5 separate regions of the Ovis aries genome follow, and regions 1, 3, 4 and 5 are each linked to region 2. A link is a contact called in public Hi-C data. All regions are on one chromosome and are shown on one strand. Each heading gives the region's core, a stretch centred on a gene start, on an enhancer-like site or on the middle of the called end of the contact. The rest is flanking DNA. Distances are from core to core; before and after follow the strand shown.

Region 1 (2,700 bases), core at 55-2,554, 650 kb after region 2:
ATCTATCATAGCAAACAACTGCTATAACCAGCTCTCAAGCACTTCAAAATTACCCACCCATCCAGGTGATACAGGGCCCAGGTTCAATCCCTGGTCAGGAAATGAAGATCCCACAAGCCACGCAGTGTGGCAATAAATAAATAAATAAAACATCTAGGGAAATACTGACTTCCTGTATGGTCCAGCTGCTGCCCATCCTCCTATACTGAGCCAAGGTGAGCTAAGCCCAGATCCCTACTCTTAGGTTTTAAACCAAGTACAAGCAGAGTTTGGATCATGAAGAAGGAACAGCAAGAGGTGAAACAACCACCCGGCACACTTCCTGACAAATGCCTGGAGTCGCAGGACAGAAATTGAATTGTTAGTGGACAGGCCTTCCTCAACGCAGTCATAAAATCCAGGTTTATTCCCCACTCAGGCTGATCCACATTCTACGTCTGTGGTTCTTTCTCCTAAAAATTCCACACAACCTCCCTGGCTCCCAAACCAGCAGAGCTGGACTGACTTGGATATTCACCCTGGCGTGAATCTCTGGCCCTCCTTTGTGATTGGTTACTGAAGGCACCCTCTGGCTCATAGGGGGTTTAGAGAATTAATTAATGTTTGCAAAGTGCTTGTAGATCCACAAGCCGAGGGGTATTATATAAATGCAAATTACTAGCATTATTCTGTTTTCCACAGGGGCAGATTGCCCAGAGCACTCATTCATGCCTTAGAAGACAACCAAGTCTCCCTGTCTAAGTCTTCCTCTGTGAAGTGGGTTGTGGATTTACAACCTAGATCACCAACTTCTGCACATCACCCTGAGCAGGCCTTTGTGGATTTTTAATTTTTTTTTTTTTCCTAGGGGACCTATTTTGGAACTCAGGTTCCTATTTTGGTTCTCAGGCTCGAAGCCTGCGAAAAAGATCAGAACTCATCATGGAGAGCAAATCTCACTTCCAGAAAGGAATTTCAGCTCTCCCCTTCTCTTCACTGGGAGGAGATAAGACGGAGGTCTTGGTTTTCTGGAAAGTTCGCAGTGTCCCCTGGTAGACTCAGGAGGCCCTGGCCAAATTCCACTTTGAGTGATTACATTCTGCTCACCTCAAGGTCTCCAGCCACTCCAACCGCGGGAAGTATTTATTGCCACTTTCTGCCCTTGAATGTTTTGCAGTGTCTCTCGGTCCTGTTTAAACACACGCTGCTTGTACCTGCCACAGCCCCTCCTCTGGAATAAGGGGAGCAGGCCACCACCACCATGGCATCGCTTTTAGGGCCTAGACCCCTGGTTTATTTTGCTATGTAGATTGGAGGAGCCGTTCATATATCGTGTTTACACATGTACTCTCTGCCTTATCTCTGTTATTTTCACTTTAGACCTAGGAAAACAGTTGGGAGGTTATGTAAGCATTACCCTGGGTCTTGATCCTCAAATACCTTTGGCAACTTTTATTGGTCTCTGAGAATTCCATTCCTTAGTACTGAAAAACACTCTTTTCTATCATGTCATTCTAACACAACTTTAGGGCACGCTGCCGTAGAGGTCTCCAAACATGCTAGAGGAAGGGGAAAAGGATTTACATGAGTCTTTTTGTATGTTAAAAACAGAAACAGGAGCAAAGGGAAAGAAAAGGATCACTGTAAGGAATGCTTCCTTCGCAGGATATTTATTGAACTCTCCTATGGAACTCAGCCATGGAAGGACGTGACAAGGGCAAGCAGTGGCCACAACTCCCACTCAGGGCTTCATCTCAGAACCAGAACAGTTAATGGGAACGTTGACAGGCTCCAGAGGAGGTGAGGAGGAACAGTTAAGATTGAAAGGGTAAAATATCTCCTTACCTATCATATTACATACACACGTGTGTACATATCATCTATTCCATGGTAGACATTCCCAGTTTTGAAAGTGCTTTACGATGAGCTCATTTAACTCTCACAACAAACCCACAAGTACTACACCCACTCAACAGATAGGGAAGCTCTGCCTCCAAGGAGTGGGTGACAGGCCTAATAACACAGAGCTGGTCAAGGTGCATGTCCCAGACTTGGACCCAGGAGCTTGTTCTCCAGGGAGCAGTGGAGAGGGGTCAGCCTCTCGCACTCTAACTCAACTGATGATATGGAGGAAGAGATCACAGGAGAGAAGAAATGCAGGTGGAGCGGGCCAGGGATGTTCAAGGAGATCGGTTACAGCTTTCCCAGACACCGGCTCCTCACCAGCACGTCCGTCAGAACGACCTTCCCACATGGATCTGCTTGTTTAAGTTGGAACATGAGGTCTGACCCTCAGTCACAGCTCAGTGTGGTCCCCTGGCCTCCACTGGTAAGTCTGAGAGGCTTTCTGGAAGAAGCCATCCCAGAGACTGTGGCTGGCCCCAGATTTTATGCCTCAGTTTCCCTCTGATCAGCCTAGAGTGAGTTACTATCCCCAGGGAACACTGAGTGGGACCGCTGGGCAGGGAGTGGGGAAGGGGAAACACATAAGCAACATCCACTTCAAAGGCCCATGTGACCCCCCGCCTCTCCGCCGGATATTGAGGGTTCAGCCATCTGCCTCCCCGCCAGCCTTGCCCTTCTGGGGTCAGCTCCTTTCTCCTGTAGCCTTCACATTTGATGTCTCCCCTCTCTCTCCAACCCTTCCCAACAGGACTGTGACTTCCTGCAGCCAGAAGCAGGACTTTGTTTCTCTTAGTATTCCATGTAATACTAACTCCA
Region 2 (2,700 bases), core at 86-2,585:
AATAATTGCTGAAGACTTACTGTAAAGATAATGTCACCCGCCCCCTTGCTTCCACCTACTTTACAGTGTAAGTTGAACATGCCTACAACCAGATCCCATTTTAAAACACATTATTTACGTTACAGGATACTGCTTCTAACCCAGCACGGTCTTCCATTTACTTAACACTGAGTGGTTTTAAAAGCTAAGTGGAAGCTGCAACTAGGTTAGGGGATTTTCACATATCCTGGTGCCTTACAGCGTGTGTATCAGATTCCTTTATTGACACGATATAACTTTCATTCATACTCCAGACGGAGCAGGGCTGGTTTGAAAAAGCGGAGGAGGGACTAACACCCACCCGCAAACCGCTATCTCCTGCGGGCACCCACCAGAGGAATCAGTTCTGGGGAGCTGTCGGAGAATCAGGAAGTGCTCCCGGTAAAGTGTTCATTAACTTTCAACAGCCATCATATTTTTGAAAGGGAGTCTCCTCTAATTGCCTTGGGGAGGAAACATTATTAAGATAATTGGTGCGCTGATCTGGGAAGGTAGGGCGCTCAGCCTCGTAGCAGAGGTGGGAAAAACCCCATGGCCAAACAACCAACTTCAGGAGGGAGTCAGAGGACGTGAAATCTCCCTGCCCTACCTACAACGACTAATCTTATTTCTTTATTTCTCCGTCTGGCTAAAAGTTTCCTTCACCGGGAGGCGGCTCTCCCCGGTGGGTCCCGGCAGCTCGGAGCGGGCAGCCGGGAACCGGGTTCACCCCCGCGGCCGCGCGCCTCCGCCTGTCACTTACCGTTGCGAAAAGCGCCGGCCGCGCCGAGGACCAGGGCTAGCGCGGCGCACAGGAGCTGCAGCCCCTTCTCCATCCTCCCTTCGCCAGGTCTCCGGGGCGAACGCGGGAGAACCGAACGTGCGGGGAAAACAGAGCACCGGGGCGATCTCCACGATCCGGAGCGCTTTCACTCCTCCCGGAGCTGTAAAATCCTCAGACCGTTTTGGAGAAAGAAAAGCGTTGAGGCAATGCCTTGATCCGAGAGAAACGCTCCTCTTTTTGTGTCTCAAGTCGCCTGCATCCTGTCATTTAGCTCCGGTTTCCTCTCTCTTTTCCCACACTTGTTCCTCTTCCAGGAGCCGCTGCCCGGGCCATGTCTCAAAAAAAAAAAAAAAAAAAAAAAAACGTAGGGGGTGTGGGAGGGGGAGGAGGGACGTAGAGAAACACACACCAACGCCAATTTCCAGAAAGAAAGAAAAAAAAAAAAATCCGGCTTGATTCTGGACCCGTTGGATCCGGGGAGCTGGCGCCCAAGGGAGGTCGGGGTGTCTGCGCGAAGAGGAGCAAGCAATGAAAAGATGAGCGGGAGACGAAGGAGTTTCACCAACTGCACCCCCGCCTCCCCCACTGCCTCCTCCCCTCCCCTTCTGGAGCCCTTCCCTCGCTTCCCCCCGCCCCTCTCCCCGCACAGGCTCGCCAGCGATTGCCTGACAAGAGACGGGGAGGAACAAGTTTCTCTCCCTGAACGTTCCCCGTCCGTCTGTCCGTCTCTCCCACAAGCCCTGCTGGGATCTTCCCCGGCAGGGAGGCGCCGGGACTCCGTGCCCAGGGCCGAGTGCCGGATGTGTTTGCGGGGGTACCGGGCGTCGAGGTCGGTGGCAGCGCCAGGGTCGGGCTAGCCCATCTCGGCATGCTCGCTCGGGCCCCCGGGGGAGAGCGGGCAGTTCCGCTAAGATTTTGGGGGGTCGGCCGCCGGAGACAGGCAGCGCGCCCGGGAGGTGGCGGCTGCTTCTCCCAACTCCGAAACCCTCGGGAGGCGCCCGAGACGTGACCTGGGGTCGTGACCTGGGGCAGGAGCAGCAGGGCGCCCCTGGACGTTGCGGATCAGGCCCGAAGGGGCCGAGGAAAGGGGCTGGGGTTGGGGACGCACCCCGGAGCCGGGCGAGAGTCGGCAGTATCGCTGCCACGCAGAGCCGAGTCAGTAGACTCACGCAGACTAGGCTGTGCTGCAGCCCCGCCCGGCCTGCCTGCCCCGTATCGGGGCGCGCGGCTGGGCGCCTGGCGAGCCCGGGTGTCTGCCGCGCGCCGCGGGCTCCATTGTTGCCGAAGATCTGATGTCCTCTTCTCCCGGCCAGAGGGGACGCCGAAGGGTGGAAGGTGGTGAGCCTTCCAGCTAGGGGGCAGTCGTTGCCCGACCCCACCCAGCCGGCTTATTCGGAGCCCAGGTGCTCGGGGTTTGGAAATGAGGGGTCCAGCGGTCGGGGCTCCTGTGCATCACCGGGGAGCAGGAACAGTGGCGGGGGCGGGGGCGGGGTGTTGCTCTTGGCCGGGCTCTCACGGTGCCCGCTCCGGCTACAGGCGGTTGTCACGCCGGCCCACCCCCGCCTCCCACTGCAGCGCGTCCTCAGTGGGCTCTGGATGCCCCCCAGTTCGGTCCCCGAAGGGTTTTCCGGGAAGTGCTGCAGAAAGCCTCTGCAGATAGGAATAGCAAGGACATTTCAGGGACCAAACAGGTTTTGGCTACGGATCAGGCCCTTGAGAAGGTAAATGCCCAGGGACCCCTCCGAAGGAGTTCGTGGGGAAGGTGAAAAGGTCAGCCGCCTTCTGGGAACGGCGTTTCTGCACACACCCGAAAGCAGAGCCTTAGTCCTACCTGGCGCAAAGAGCTGGCAAAAGAGATTTAGGAATGTTGGCAGGAAGACTCTGGTCAAAGGTTTTGG
Region 3 (2,711 bases), core at 4-2,503, 590 kb after region 2:
CAGTCCAGTGTCCTTGCCTGGAGAATCCCAGGGATGGGGGAGCCTGGTGGGCTGCTGTCTATGGGGTCACACAGAGTCGGACACAACTGAAGCGACCTAGCAGCAGCAGCAGTTTCTTAGACAACTAAGGAGTTAGAGTTGGACACGACTGAAGTGACTTAGCAGCAGTAGCAGCATCAGGCACAGTTCACCATATTCAGGTCTACCGTGGCAGCCACATGCAAACAGAATAGCTTATCCAAAGAATAAATCTGCAAGCTAATAGCTCCTGGAACTGGTTGTGAAATAATACACTTTGCCTCAGTTATTAAGAAACGGCATTTTTACCCAGGTTAATTATATGCTACAGAGAAACAGTCAATCCTTCTGGCTAAACACTTCATGCAGCAGGTCGGCTGCTGATAGCTGCCACTGAACGAAACCAGATACTGGGGGAGTGTATGGTGCTGGGCCATTGTGCCTGCTTTAGCTTCTGCCATTGGCTTTGAGCTTGCCTTTATGATGGTACATTTTGAAAGCAGCTCCACTCAAAACAGGCAACGATGCCTCTAACTTTACAAACACCCAACAAAGGTTGATCATAGCCATCAATGGCACGCACTCTTAAGTAACCCTTTTTGGCACTCGTCAACCTCTGTCCTCTTTGTGTTATGCAACATTGTGCAATAGATTTATTCCAAACGAAGAATGTCTGTGATAAACAAGTTATTGATTTTTTTTTTTAGAGCTGAAAGCCAATAGCAGACTTAGACTCGATAATCACTTTCTAAAATAAGAGTCTCAGCACTCATTTGGAGTCTGGAAAGATAACATGTAGGCTTGTTCCTTAAAGAGTGGTTCCTCTGGTGGCTTTTGTGCAAAGAGAAAGGCAGTAACCTCTATTGTCCCCTTCTGCCTAGCCAGCATATCCCATTTGTTGGTAAGCAATAATGAAGCAATATGCAGGACAAAATTTCAAAGCATATGGGCATCGTCAGCAAGCATATTAAAAATATCCCGATACAAAAATAATATGTGAAGAGATTAGACTTTACGATACCCCAGTCTCTACTAGTGGATGTTTATAACCACACACATTGGAACAAATGTGTATTCGGAGACACACTCCACAACACGGTTCAAATAACATCCGTGGTGCCTTCAGCAAAGAAAACATGTTGCCGAATGAGTTCTGCTTATGCAAACAAAGCATGAAGCAATTGTTCGCCAACAACATTAAGGAGACAAACAGTTTCTTCCGTGACCCTGGATGAGGCTGGCCCAGAACAGTGCTGTGGTGATCTGTTGTTGGTGGGGAGCCCGGGGAAGGGCCAGTGGACAGGAAAAGCGAAGCAAGAAAATATGCCTTCAAAAAGAACCCCATTTTCATTTCATTTACACTCAGTCTAAGCTACACACATGTGTCAAACAGTCTTGAAAGACCTGGCATTCTGCTGCAAGATTTACTAACCAGCTTTTCAAGCTCATGCTGTTCTATGACACGCTGCTTGTGGAGCTGTGAAAAGAAAATGCAAGGTCTTGTAGAAATTTCAGGTGTATTTTTAAGTTGCTTCTCCCAGAGTCCTGAAAATATGATACTGATGGAGGGAAGAAAAAAAATTGAAGGGCTTTTGTTTCCTCCACTGTGTGTTTTCTGGGACTGTTCACCTCCAACCTTATCAGTGGCATAGCTCAGTGCATCTGGATGAATCCCAGTAATGAAATTATCATCGAGTGGGATCTGAAAACTTAGAATGAGGGAAGGAGTCTGGAATCAGCAAACTGACAGATTTCATTGTTTGCTTCACTCTGATGAAATACACACCCTAGCCTTGCTATTAATATTTTACTCTCTCTTTTCAGAGTGTGTGAAAGAATAGGTTATTAGAAAGAATCACCCTTATCTTTAGGATGAAAGTTGACTGGGCCACAGATATCCAGGGAGACTGTGCGCATGATGGACCCAGAGCAACAGTGAAAGAAGTTTGTCCTGGCCCATTCTCTACTTAGGCTGCATCAAAAATAATCGGATTCATGATTTCAATGAAGATCTCATAAAAATGTGAATTGTGGAAACAGTATTACCACCAGGAACCCTGACTTTAAGACACTGGGGTTTTGTGGTTTCCATCCCAATGGCAGAAAGAGAATAGAACAGAAACAGAAACAGCAGAAATAGAAATATCTAGAGTCCAAAATCACAAAAATAAAGACAGAAATGAAGAAAGAGATCATGTGTTACCCCTCAGAGAAGGGAATGTTTTCAGATAAAACGGCAACTACAGTGACAAAGCAGTATCTATATGGGGAAACACACAGGCAAAGCATCATTGTAATGATTCTAGAGATTCACCAGATAACAAGACAGCAGCTCTGTTTTAAGACAGCAAATTATAAATAACCCTGGCCTTGTTTGCGATGAAACGGGTGACAAGCAATGACCTTTTAAGGAAAAAAAATAGCCAAGGTTGCCACGGCCATAATAATGATAGAGGTTGTAAGACAGAAGTAAATACATGATTATCTCTTACACAATATGCTGGAAAACCACGGCTACGTGACTCTCTTCATGGCTTATGTTTAAAAACCACCAGTCAAGACTATGCAGGTTGTTTTGGTAAATGAGCTGCAAAGTACTTGTGTTTATCATGATTATGAAGAGATTTTACTATTTATATTATATTTAAAAATTACATAAAACCTTGAAAGTTGCATAATTTTGGTATTACTTA
Region 4 (2,700 bases), core at 17-2,516, 670 kb after region 2:
TCCAATAAAACTTTCAGTGACTCAAGGGAAAGGCAGTTTTAGACAGTCAACCATAATTAAGCATAATGATTGTACCAGCTTTATTAAGGCAAATGTAAGGCATAATTTGAGTCTGGGGACAATCATCTTTAAAAAAAATTGGAAAACAACATACTATAAACCTTTGCATCATAAGCACATTTCATCAACAGCAGCCTCAGGGCTCCAGTGAAATCAATTAGGGTGTTACATATTTAACAATGGAAAAAGACTTTGATCTTTGTATTTCTCAATTAAGATCATCTGAGGCTGAAGCCATTAGAACTTTCAGGTGAATATCAGCAGGAGCTGAGAAACCTTTGTGTTGAACTTGCCTAATCTGACTATATTTAGTCTGTTATATTGACATCTGAACTCAAGTTTAAAATATTCCTATGCTGGCCTAAATTCTCTTGAAATGCTTCATAGGCTGGGTGTAAATGAGGAAAAACTTTTCAAAGTATTAGAAAACAGTTAATAGTGCATTCAAATCTTTCTGTAGTTTTTTTTTTTTTTTAACTTTGTTGTCGTTGTTGTTAAGAACAAAAACTCTTCCAGCTCTATTCCCTAGATCAGTTTTCAGAAGGAAGTCCACGAACATTCATCATATAGGCCTCTGGTGAGGTGTCACATGCAAGGGCCTGGATTTTGGAGAAGGATGCCAAGTCCTAAGGAAGCAAGGGAACAGGCAGGGAAAGAGGGTAACCAGACACAGAAGGCAAAGTCAGGGTAAAGCCATGAAGGGAGCAGGGACTGGGTCCTGGAGAAAAGCAAGGACTCACCTCCTGATACTGTTCTTCAGGGCTCCCCACTTTTTAAACCTCATCTGGGGTCCAGAAAAAGCTGCAGATTGCAAGGACTCTCTGCCTGTTTTCTTCTGTGGCTACCTGGACTGGAAGGAGGCAGCACCCTGGGGCACTTGCTCTGGATAGAGTTTCCCACCCCTTGGGCTGGGTGAGCTGCTGTCATCAAACCCCAGGGGACGGTGGCTGAGGACTGATGCTGAGCGTGGGAGGAAGGGCAGTCCTGGTGGAGGGTGGAGTGAGAGGGAGGGCAAGATGATGGAGAGACGCGTGCACGGATGCACAGCTTGACCTTCAACCCCACACAGCATCTCACTGGACACTCAGTCTCAGACAGAAGTAGGGGGCTGGTCGAGAAGCAAGTGTGAGAGGTGGCTGTGCCTGAGAAGGACCGAGGTGTGCCTACCTGACGGCCCAGAGACAGCGAGGGAATTGCAGGCTGGCTGGTCAAGCGCTCTAGCGCCCCCTGGCTGTAACTCGCAGACCTTTAGTATGTGGAAGTGAAGTGAAAGTCGCTCAGCCATGTCCGCCTCTTGCGACCCCATGGACTGGTCCGTGGAATTCTCCAGGCCATTATACTGAGGTGGGTAGCTATTCCCTTCTCCAGGGGATCTTGCCAACCCAGGGATCGAACCCAGGTCTCCTGCACTGCAGGCGGATTCTTTACCAGCTGAGCCACAAGAGAAACCCTTAGTACATGGGGCGTGAAACTAGTTAGCGCCTGCAGTTGGCAAGATCCTGACAGATCAGCAGATCCAGCGGAGTCGGAAAGCAGAAGACAGGTGACACTTTCCCTGAGTGAGCCCCTAATGCCCTGGTTATGCCTTCTCCCTCTGCTACCGGGACCCTGCTGAGGTCCAGGCCTGTCCCATTTGTATGATACTGTAGGAAGTTCCCCTGAGATCAGGGACCTTACTGGAGGAAGTTTCCCCGAGATCAGAGAAAACTTGTGATATCTCTGTATAAGTCAGGAGGAGCAATGCAGGAGGCTACGCAGATTCATCAACCAAGAGGCATCTAGCCCTCCCTCGCCCTGCACCCAGTTTGAAGCCACCATCTGCTGTGGTGTCTGAGTGCTCACAGGTGTGCTTGCTGGGAGAGTCCGGCAGGTAAGTTCTCTCTGCTTACAGTTTAACTGGAGGAACAAGACTGATGAAGCTCACATTAGCAATTTGCTCCTATATCCTCCCCCTTTATCTTATAGAGGGATTTATACTTCATTAAGATTCGGTCTTCTGATTATTTCTCATTAAGATGGTTGTTTGTTTTGCAACTCTTGGGCAAAAAGAAAAAAGTAATAAATAAAAATAAGCAGGGCGGTGAGTGTTTTCAATAAGCAATCCTCACACTAACTGCTGGGCAGTGGAGCCCATTTTCTGCAAGCGAATTTAATGTAAACAAGTCAGGACATAGAAAAAGTGAAACCCCAGCCATGGAATTCCTGGTAAGGGCATTTACTGAGTGGGTGGAGAGCAACCCCCCACCCCCATCCTCAGAGGGAGAGAGTGTTAGAGGTCAAGGCAGGCTGGGACACCATGGATTGAGTTTCACTCTCAGGACAAAGCTGGTTACATAAATAAGGCTAGAGGCACCAAAGGTTTAAATGCATGTTCCACCTTTTCTTTTACCAAGAAAAGATGATTCTTCCCCTTTTTTTTACAAATTCCCCAAAGCACACTCTTTAGAGATACACAGTAAACCTTATGGGAATTTCCAATTGATATTTATCAAAAGGATTTCATTTCAGATTTCTCAATTCCAACTTTAAATAAAAATAACCAGTATGATCTTAGTTTTTAAGATGATATCAATTCCCTTCAGAGTGGACACTGAGGATTTAGCAGAAAAGTTCAAATATCTGATTTTTTTTTTTAAAAAA
Region 5 (2,700 bases), core at 22-2,521, 540 kb after region 2:
GTGAGCAAGCACTTGTTAAACATCTTAAAAATCTTTCCTGTAGCAGGTTACATGTAGATTATATTAAATTCATGAGTACAAGCCTTGTCAATTTGTCTCATTTATATTCAATCCTAGATAAAAGTCCCTTTTCTCCATGGTTTCCTGTCACCTATTATTTTTTAATCAGATCATTTAACATCAAACTACACTAGTGTGGAAGAAAGCAGCAGAATGGAAGGGACATCGGGTCATTTTGACTGATCTTAGTTTTAATCAAGGTGCTGGACAGAGCAACTGGTTACATTCTTTGGAGTCTCAAATTCACCGAGATCAATAACTCTACTTGCTCACTAACTCGCCTTATCTCCTATCTGTCTCTCCAACTGCACCAGATTGTGTGATCACAGAGTGAAGGACAGCTCCCCGGACCCTCAGGGGACGGTCCTTGCGGGACTTGTACCTTGAACGTGCTGTCAGAAGGAACTGCGGGGAGGCAGTGGCAATGGCCCAGGGCTGCTGACCTGGGGACCCTGTCTCTGATTTCACTAGAGACACAGGGACAGGCAGCTGCTCCAGGCATGTTTGTGTATATGTAAATATCCATATATTCCCTCTGAACCCTGAGAGCAGTCTGGCCATCTGCCACAAATTCAGTGTATGTCTCATCCATACAGCAGCGTCACAGATGGAGTTGGGGTACCCACTGGGCATCGCTGCCCCAGCCTCAAGCATGCAGACCATCCCAGAGCTGCAGTTCTCCGCCTTTGAGATTTTCCCATCCTATGATTACAAAAAATAGAGAGGACAATTCAAATGAAATGTTGTCCTATTAGTCCACTGTTCCTAACGGGGTGGGAAAACGCCAAAGCGTTATTAACAAGACAAGGTTGAAAACGCTCAGACAATGATACATCCATACCCCCTCCCTTCTCGTTCAAAGCTGTTTTCGAAACACCACCAATAACTCTCTCTCTCTCAGATCCAAGTCATCAGTGCATTGAGAAAGTTCCTTACTTCAGATCTCAGAGACAAAAGTGAACAGCTGAGCAGAGTCCCCAATAAATTCTATTGTGCCTCATCCCGCCCTCCCCTCGCCCTCACCCCAGGCTTCGCTGCCTCAGCTCTTCTTTCTTTCCCTGGATTCTCAGCACTGCTGCCTAGATTCCACAGAGTCACAGAAGCCAAGGCTAAAAAAGATTTTGCATGATTTTCCGCTTCACACAAACCCCAAGGGCAAAATGTTACCAAACTCCAACACTTAGAGCCACGGCAGATTTTCCTGTGGGGGCGTCGGCTCTGAGCAGAGTCACACGTGATCAGTCCTGTCATCCGCTCCGAGAACAACACGGGGCTTGGCAGGTCTAAGACAGCTGCGGGAATGCTCTCTCCTTCCAAAAGAGCTTTCATCCCTCACCTCAGTTCTCATTTCCTGCTCAGGATGCGATGCCTTGAGTTCATGTATATTTCTAAAGCACTCTCATGGCAAAATCTACCCACCACTAATGCACAGGGTGTACCCCAAGCCAAGAAACACTCAGGGAGATGGGTGGGGGAGGAGGCGGGGGAGGGGGTGCAGGTCAACTCCACAAAGTTTTCTTCAGTTTCTGCCACAGGGTGACCTAGGGAGCTGCCCAGCCCACGGCAGGCCAGCAGGAAGCCAACTGTTCCAGAGATGACGATATTTTGTAACATCTGTCTGGGAAGCTGGTTTCCTGTAGACCCAGTTATATGCCTTTCCTTCCTTCCCCCAGACCAAAAACCATTGCTTGTGCTGTTGTTCTGGGGCCCGCCTTGACTGGCTTTGGGCTTCCCTTGTGGATCAGACAGTAAGGAGTCTTCCTGCAATGCAAGAGACCCAGGTTCCATCCCTGGATCTGGAGAAGGGACTGGCCACCCACTCCAGCATTCTTGCCCGGGAAATCCCAAGGACACAGGCTACATACAGTCCATGGGGTCCCAAAGTGTTGCACATGACTGAGCGACTGACACTTTCACTTTTGACTGACTTTACAGGGTCAGTGAAGTATCAAGATTTGGTTCCACGACCTAGGTAGTGCCTTCGATATCTTAACACTGAAAGTATTGTCTAATGACAGAAAGGTAGAGTTTTGAGAGCTGGCCCGTGGAAGAGATATTTCTGAACCCAAATTAGTGATGGTAGATAACCATCAGCTGTTTGGTGGGTTCCTGTGTTTATTCTTGAGCAATAGAAAAAAACATATGAAGCTGATTTTCCAGTCTTCCCATTACATGATCTTTCCATCATAGATAAGTCTCCAGGTGGTGCATCAAATATTCAGACCATAGGGACAAGAAAATATCCCTGGACTTTCCAGTCTATAAGACTGGCAATGTGGGCATGTCCAGGGCAAGTCCTTCCTGCTGGACCAGCTCACTCGGGCACCTGTGCCCACTGACTGACCCTGTCCATCCATGGAGAGCTGGTTCACACACAGAACAAACACTTGATCATGAGCTGGCCAACTTCACAGCTGTCAGGGTCTGCTCTCCACACCAGTCTGAAGATCAGCTCTGTTAAGAATCTCCATCAGACCTTATCAATCACTTCTCTCAGCATCTCTTTGAGGGATTCTCTAGATACATTTGACTGAGTTGGATTTAATTTAAACACTTGGCTATCTATAGATCCTATCAGGTTAGCTTTGTGAAAATTATGACTTGAAGGTCCTAGCTTCTCTAAGGGAGTGTTGAGTCCCA

Evidence for each region. A called contact is a pair of places that touch in the nucleus more often than the background predicts.
Region 1: a Hi-C map of mixed tissues shows a contact between it and region 2, with 3 times the contacts expected there. The contact joins the enhancer-like site here to the promoter of NRP1 in region 2. A contact is called at or near these places in 3 of 16 Hi-C or Micro-C datasets (mixed tissues, omental adipose tissue and skin fibroblasts).
Region 3: a Hi-C map of liver shows a contact between it and region 2, with 4 times the contacts expected there. The contact joins the enhancer-like site here to the promoter of NRP1 in region 2. A contact is called at or near these places in 7 of 16 Hi-C or Micro-C datasets (hypothalamus, liver, mesenteric adipose tissue and 3 more).
Region 4: a contact with region 2 is called in a Hi-C map of liver, with 4 times the contacts expected there. The contact joins the enhancer-like site here to the promoter of NRP1 in region 2. A contact is called at or near these places in 2 of 16 Hi-C or Micro-C datasets (liver and omental adipose tissue).
Region 5: a Hi-C map of tail adipose tissue shows a contact between it and region 2, with 2.4 times the contacts expected there. The contact joins the enhancer-like site here to the promoter of NRP1 in region 2. A contact is called at or near these places in 2 of 16 Hi-C or Micro-C datasets (muscle and tail adipose tissue).

The regions. Positions count from the first base shown.
Region 1 is chr13:18,315,290-18,317,989 of ARS-UI_Ramb_v3.0, reverse strand. All of the region lies in intron 21 of PARD3 (par-3 family cell polarity regulator), which reads right to left. Among named protein-coding and RNA genes, the nearest start is that of PARD3, 500 kb to the right of the region's middle. Within about 2 kb of position 1,304, at least 4 of the 54 cell types and tissues checked have an H3K27ac peak or open chromatin away from gene starts, as enhancers often do.
Region 2 is chr13:18,965,965-18,968,664 of ARS-UI_Ramb_v3.0, reverse strand. NRP1 (neuropilin 1) reads right to left here and starts at 1,335. Exons shown (of 17, transcript XM_027976579.3): 1 at 782-1,335. The coding sequence starts at 854.
Region 3 is chr13:18,377,368-18,380,078 of ARS-UI_Ramb_v3.0, reverse strand. The region is part of intron 22 of PARD3 (par-3 family cell polarity regulator); the gene reads right to left. Among named protein-coding and RNA genes, the nearest start is that of PARD3, 560 kb to the right of the region's middle. Within about 2 kb of position 1,253, at least 6 of the 54 cell types and tissues checked have an H3K27ac peak or open chromatin away from gene starts, as enhancers often do. A contact at or near this core is called in liver and tail adipose tissue, where this site is marked.
Region 4 is chr13:18,295,472-18,298,171 of ARS-UI_Ramb_v3.0, reverse strand. All of the region lies in intron 21 of PARD3 (par-3 family cell polarity regulator), which reads right to left. Among named protein-coding and RNA genes, the nearest start is that of PARD3, 480 kb to the right of the region's middle. Within about 2 kb of position 1,266, at least 3 of the 54 cell types and tissues checked have an H3K27ac peak or open chromatin away from gene starts, as enhancers often do. A contact at or near this core is called in liver, where this site is marked.
Region 5 is chr13:18,422,507-18,425,206 of ARS-UI_Ramb_v3.0, reverse strand. No RefSeq gene overlaps it. Among named protein-coding and RNA genes, the nearest start is that of NRP1, 540 kb to the left of the region's middle. Within about 2 kb of position 1,271, at least 3 of the 54 cell types and tissues checked have an H3K27ac peak or open chromatin away from gene starts, as enhancers often do. A contact at or near this core is called in tail adipose tissue, where this site is marked.